2 separate regions of the Gossypium hirsutum genome follow, and region 1 is linked to region 2. Evidence: chromatin contacts called from public Hi-C data. All regions are on one chromosome and are shown on one strand. Each heading gives the region's core, a stretch centred on a gene start, on an enhancer-like site or on the middle of the called end of the contact. The rest is flanking DNA. Distances are from core to core; before and after follow the strand shown.

What was found. A called contact is a pair of places that touch in the nucleus more often than the background predicts.
Region 1: a Hi-C map of leaf shows a contact between it and region 2, with 2.0 times the contacts expected there. The contact joins the promoter of LOC107934731 here to the promoter of LOC107934772 in region 2. A contact is called at or near these places in 5 of 34 Hi-C or Micro-C datasets (anther, leaf and petal).

What each region holds. Positions count from the first base shown.
Region 1 is chrA12:94,081,178-94,084,192 of Gossypium_hirsutum_v2.1, reverse strand. LOC107934731 (protein NRT1/ PTR FAMILY 5.5) reads right to left here and starts at 1,666. Exons shown (of 5, transcript XM_016867232.2): 1 at 1,531-1,666; 2 at 1,278-1,447; 3 at 772-986; 4 at 96-655. The coding sequence starts at 1,380.
Region 2 is chrA12:93,940,713-93,943,412 of Gossypium_hirsutum_v2.1, reverse strand. It overlaps LOC107934772, which reads left to right and starts at 1,366. Exons shown (of 6, transcript XM_041083130.1): 1 at 1,366-1,923; 2 at 2,011-2,114; 3 at 2,387-2,484; 4 at 2,580-2,700. The coding sequence starts at 1,524. LOC107934767 reads left to right here. Exons shown (of 5, transcript XM_016867273.2): 5 at 16-342. The coding sequence ends at 124.

The sequences.
Region 1 (3,015 bases), core at 417-2,916, 140 kb before region 2:
CGATATATGGTTAACGCTACAACGAACAAATCACGGGAATTAAGAAAACGATGCAAAATTATGTAAAAAGAAATGGCAGGGACAGGGCAATTCACTCAAGATGGTCTGTAAGACTATGATTTTGATCTTCCTCGTCCAAGTTTATTTGGTATTTGAGATGCCTCTTCTGCCAAGCCGCGATCAAGGTATGCAGCATAATCGAAAGCGGACTTCGCTGCAGTCGACGAGGGCCATAGAAAGGAAAGCCACAAAGAAACCAAAGTAAACCAATGATTATGGCAACGGCAGATTGGAAAAAATGTTGCTGCCATTTGTCGTAATAAAAGAAAAAACCATAGACTGATGTTAGGGCTCCCGTTCTCAAGAATAGAAAAAGAAGCCATCTGATTACTTTCTGCAGAAAGTTCCGCCAGCCTCCTATTTTGACCCTAAACCTAAAGCATCCAACTTGAACCCTTGCTGGTTCATAGTCTTCCGGGATTTTATCGACCCTGGTTTGCTCGAAAGATAGGGCGTAAAGGGGAATAACTTGAGCGGCCCCACCCACAATCACAAGAGTTAATCCTTCCCAGAAACTCGTATGCTTTAGTTCCTTAAAACAATTCGAAGGACATCGTTCACCACCAGGCACTGAGAGTGCTAAGAGGAAAAGTCCCTGCATGATATAAATCTATGTTATTCAAACTTGGCTGTGAGCGTGGGATATGTATGTTTGCTGGGGTGACGCAGCAACAGCCCAGTAAATGATTTTGAAATTAATATCAAACTTACAGCAGAATATAGAAGACTAGAAAGAATCAACATCCATCGGTAGCCAAGATAGGCATCAATGCAGAGGGCGACACATATCTGCAACATATTCCTTAGACCTTCTTGAAGATTGACGATTGTAATTGCTTCTTTTAGTTTCAAATTCAAGGAATCTGTTAGGAATGACGATAGGTTCTGCAGCACTAAAGTCATCAAGCCCTTGCTGAAAACAAGACCTATAAATATGGCCAAAATGAAATTCTTGGGGTTATTGAACTGAGAGTATATAATTAAGATCGCAAGGGATTAGCTGAACAGGAGCCTCACATCTATATGCTTTAGTTAATCATAATAAGTAGTTCACTATATCTAGTTATAAACAATACTCAATCAGTAAGAAAAAAGTGAAAAAGAAGACACGTATGTAATGAAAGTGATAAATCCTACTAAAAACAGATTAATCCTTAATATATATATATATATACACACATATGAAGTAGGAAGTAGGAAGGAAATGGTGAAAATACCAAAGGTGAAAATAACCAGTCGCTCAGGCCATCTGAACCATTTCCATTTTGGACTTAGGAATCCACCGCATATGCATATCCATATCCATATCCATGTTCCCATCTTTATGTAACTTGAAATGTCGTCCCTTCTTTTTCCTTTGCCTTCACAAATATGCAGATATATTTTTCTGCACAGCACAAGCATTGAAGTTAATTAAGCAACAAAAGAAGGAAAGTTTATTATCATTAATTGTTAATAAATTGTGCCTACCTTTGTATGAAGCTAACAGTTGTCTGAAGTAGGAGCAATAAAGCATTTATATGAATTTCTCATAACCATTGTTCCCTTCTTTTAATTTGTTTCTTTTTGAAACTACTAAGAAGCTCCCCATTTTTTAGGAAAAGGAAAATAAAATAATAAGTAAAGACTTTTCAGGTTGACTCCACATGCTTAAAGACTTTTCAGGTTGACTCCACATGCTTTTTTATCCATCACTAAGGTACGTCGATATGAAAATTTATGATTTTTATTAATTTTATATTTATTAAAATATATAAAGAAAATATCAATGTTGCATGAGGCAAACATAACCAAAAAAACAAAATCATTGGACTTTAACGGTAACTTGTCAAGATTTAATTAGGTGTGTATTTTTACAATTCAATAACGTAATTGGATAAAAAAAATTAAGGGCTTAATTAATTTTCTGAAAATATTAAGTACCCTTAACCTATGGAAAGGTACATCTAGAAAAGTCGGATAAGTTTCAATTTTTCCATAATTTTATTCCTACCTTGATGAATTTATGAATACATGTCTTAAAATTTTGGGTAAACTATATAAATAATCCTCCAATTATTAATGTTTTTGTTTTGGCTATTTAGGTTTAAAATTTTTTATTTTAGTCACTAATATTATTGAAATTTATTATTTTGATCACTCGTCCATTAAATCACTAACAAAGTATTGATGTGACTATTTTTCTTTGACATAATAACAAATTTAGCCTTTTAATATTTACAAATATTATCAATTTGGTCTTAATTTCAAAAAATTCAATAAGCTTAACCTTCAACCTTACACATTATGTCAATTTAGACTTGATTTTTATAAAATCAAAAATAAAATTTAGAAAACTTTAAAAAATAAAAAATATTTAAACGTTCATTTTTTGATAAAAATATAAAATATTTTATAAAAATACATACAAAATTATAAAAAAATACATATAAATAAATGAATATATATTTTTCTATTTTTTTAACATGACATTATTTATTAAAATAATAATTTTATAAATAAAACAAGAGGAAAAAAACCATGAAGAAGACTTAAGTAGATTTAGCTTTTCCTTTTTTTCAATATTGACGAGCATCAAATTTAGGTTGGGCCAAAATTTACAATCCTAGGTTAAAAAGAGTAATAATCAATGTCTTTAGGTTGTTCCCAAAATGAGTTTGTTGCATTTAAGTACATGCATGATTGAGGATATATAGGTGAATGTGAAGTCCTAGAGAATCAATGGGTAGATAGCCATGTTGGCAACTCCCCAACAAATTCTTAATTCCATGGCACAATGGTCGAGGAAGTGAAAATCAATGAGTTCGAAGAAAATGTTATTAGTATGGGTGGTTGTGGGAAAATGTGGTGCCTAGTGCTCGGCAAATTTAGTGAGGACTAAGGAATAAAGCCAAATAGGGGTCTACATTCGATCATTCAGTTTTTTATACCAAAAACAAAATAAACCGAATCAAC
Region 2 (2,700 bases), core at 117-2,616:
TGTTCATTCCTACAGATTGCAATCTGAATGGAATAGCAGCCCGGTAAGAATGGCAAAAGCTGAGAGGAGACATTACAGGAAGCACCGAGGTTGGAGACAGGGCTTCCTTTGCTGTAGATTCTGAATACTTCTCTATTCAATCCATAGGTTATACAAATATATTATTTTGCGCTTATCAAAATTATATTTTGGGTTGGGGGGGGGGTGATCTCATGCATGTAAATTGAGCTGTAAGCAATGTCTTATCATTTTCATATACCATTGGAGCATCTGGTTTTGGTTTTTTCAATTTGTTCATAGTATCATCTTTTATCGTCAGATAAAGAGTGTTCATTGTTCGTATTCTTTTTTCCTACTATTTACCCAGAATATTTTTTGTCCATAATCTCAGCCCATACGCTAAATTCATTCAGTTCCGAGAACATATTGCATCGTTCATGTTATTGAACTGAATCTCAAAGTGATAATATTTGCAATGTCATATTGTTTTACTTGATGATACTTTGAGTCTGCGTTTGCCATGGAATTGTTGTTAAATGTCAAGCTGGATATGCTTGAAATTATGTTGCCACAGTTCTTTATTTTTCTCATTTATTTATCCGACGTAATTCCAACATAACTATTTTTTATTTTTCTTCAATTACTAAGGTTTTTCCTTTTTAAAATATATATACATGAATCGGACTTTTCGGCCGAGTTTGAAGCATGGTAGCCTCAGAGAGCTAGGCCTACTTTTTGGTTCACTGAAATTCAGAATAGTGGATTGGGCGGATGGATGATAAGACTGAAATCAACTGGCATCTATGGATAACCGATTAGATAAGTAATTTACTGGTTTCATCCGTTCAACTGATTTAATTAAAAAATTATTAAAAATAAAAAAATTAATTTAATTGTTTGTTCAATTAGTTTGATTAGTTTGTATTACTTCTTAATTTAATCAGTTTAAAATTACTTTTTGAATCAATCATTGTCGATTTTTACTTCAACCGGTCTGATGACTAATTCAATCATGTTTAAACAACATGAGCATATTATATTTTTGGTAAAATAGGAGGCTTTAATTGAGGATTTAAAGAAAGGATAATTATGGATTAAGTGAAGTTAACAAACAGTCAGGAATTTTTAATTACTATTTAAAAAAAAACTATATGGTTATTTGTCCTTTTAATAATTGAATAATGACTTTAATTTTGCAAAAATGAAAAATAAAAAAATTAAACTGAAATAGGAACTGCGACTTTGTCATTCGTACAACCGTTAGATCCAGCCCACCCAAGCTAGGCCTTAAACAGTGGGACCCACTTCAAATAATTATCACATAATTAAAAAGCTTTTTATTTGAATTTTAATTAATTATAAAAAAACTTTTTAAATAAGAATAGTAGCCGGGATCTAGAGATCTATTGACTCTGGAAACGGCGCCGTTTCGTAAGAGTCCTTCAAGAAGTAAAAGCGAAGTTCTTAAGACGGCAAACAGGGAAACAGAGAAAGCGAAGAATCAAATCTATCAGATCCCCAAGATGGAAGATTTTTGGAAGCGAGCGAAGTCATTCGCTGAAGAAGCAGCTAAGAAATCGCAAACCCTAACTTCGCCCAACAAATTGGCCGATCTTGTCGCTGAAACCGCCAAGAAGTCCAAGGAACTCGCTGTCGAAGCCACCAAGAAAGCCGATGAGCTCAAAACTGCCGCTCTCAAACAAGCCGACCAAATCCAAATCCAATCCATCTCTAAGTCCATTTCCGATTTTATCCCTCCTCAACTCTCCTCCCTATCCATTTCCTCTCCCGCCTCCACTTCTTCCGATCCTCCTCCTATCCCCGAGTCGGAGCTCCGCAAGTTCGGACTCACCGATGATTTGAGAGATTTTGTCAAAGGCTTTACTTCTACTACTTTCCAGAACTTCCCTTCCCCTGTCCAAGGTAAACTTTTCGTTTAATGCATTTCTCTCGTGTGTTTCTTTTCTTCTGAAAGATAAAATTGTCTGGAAGTTTTAAATTTCATTGTAGACGAACCAGAGCCGTCCGATTCGACTACTGCGGGGTCCAATGTACGGAAGGATCTGAGTGAATGGCAAGAGAGGCATGCCACTCTTGTTCTTACTACTGTGAAGGTATATATGTGTGTGTGCGTTTGTTACATTTCGCTATAGATTTTGTAGTTCTAAGGCTGCGTTTGGCTCTACTCTGTAGTTGTGTTTAATCCTAATTGCTGAATTTGGCATTGAGATGCTCTTTCCCTGAAGTCAATTCTTTGTATCATTATAATTTTGTATTCCAAAAGGAAATGTCAAGCTAGACTTAAGTTTAGTAAGAATTGCATGAAACATTTCAGATTTTATACTTCCAATAATTAATTTATGCAAAACATATTATTCTTATGCAGGAAATCAAGAAATTGAGATATGAATTGTGTCCTCGTTTGATGAAAGAAAGGAATTTTTGGAGGATATATTTCACTCTTGTAAGCACTCATGTTGCACCGTAAGTGTTTAATTATGATGATGATGTGATGATTATGATAATTTAGGGTTAGCAATCAAATTCTAATTATGATGTAAGGTGTTTATATTTATCAGTTATGAGAAGCAGTACATGGAGGAAGTTAAACAGAGAGGAGTGGAAGGGGTAAAAGAGGATAAACCTCAGCAAAAACCTGTTGTGAAGGCAGAGTCAGAAAGTAGTTTGAAGACTAAAACA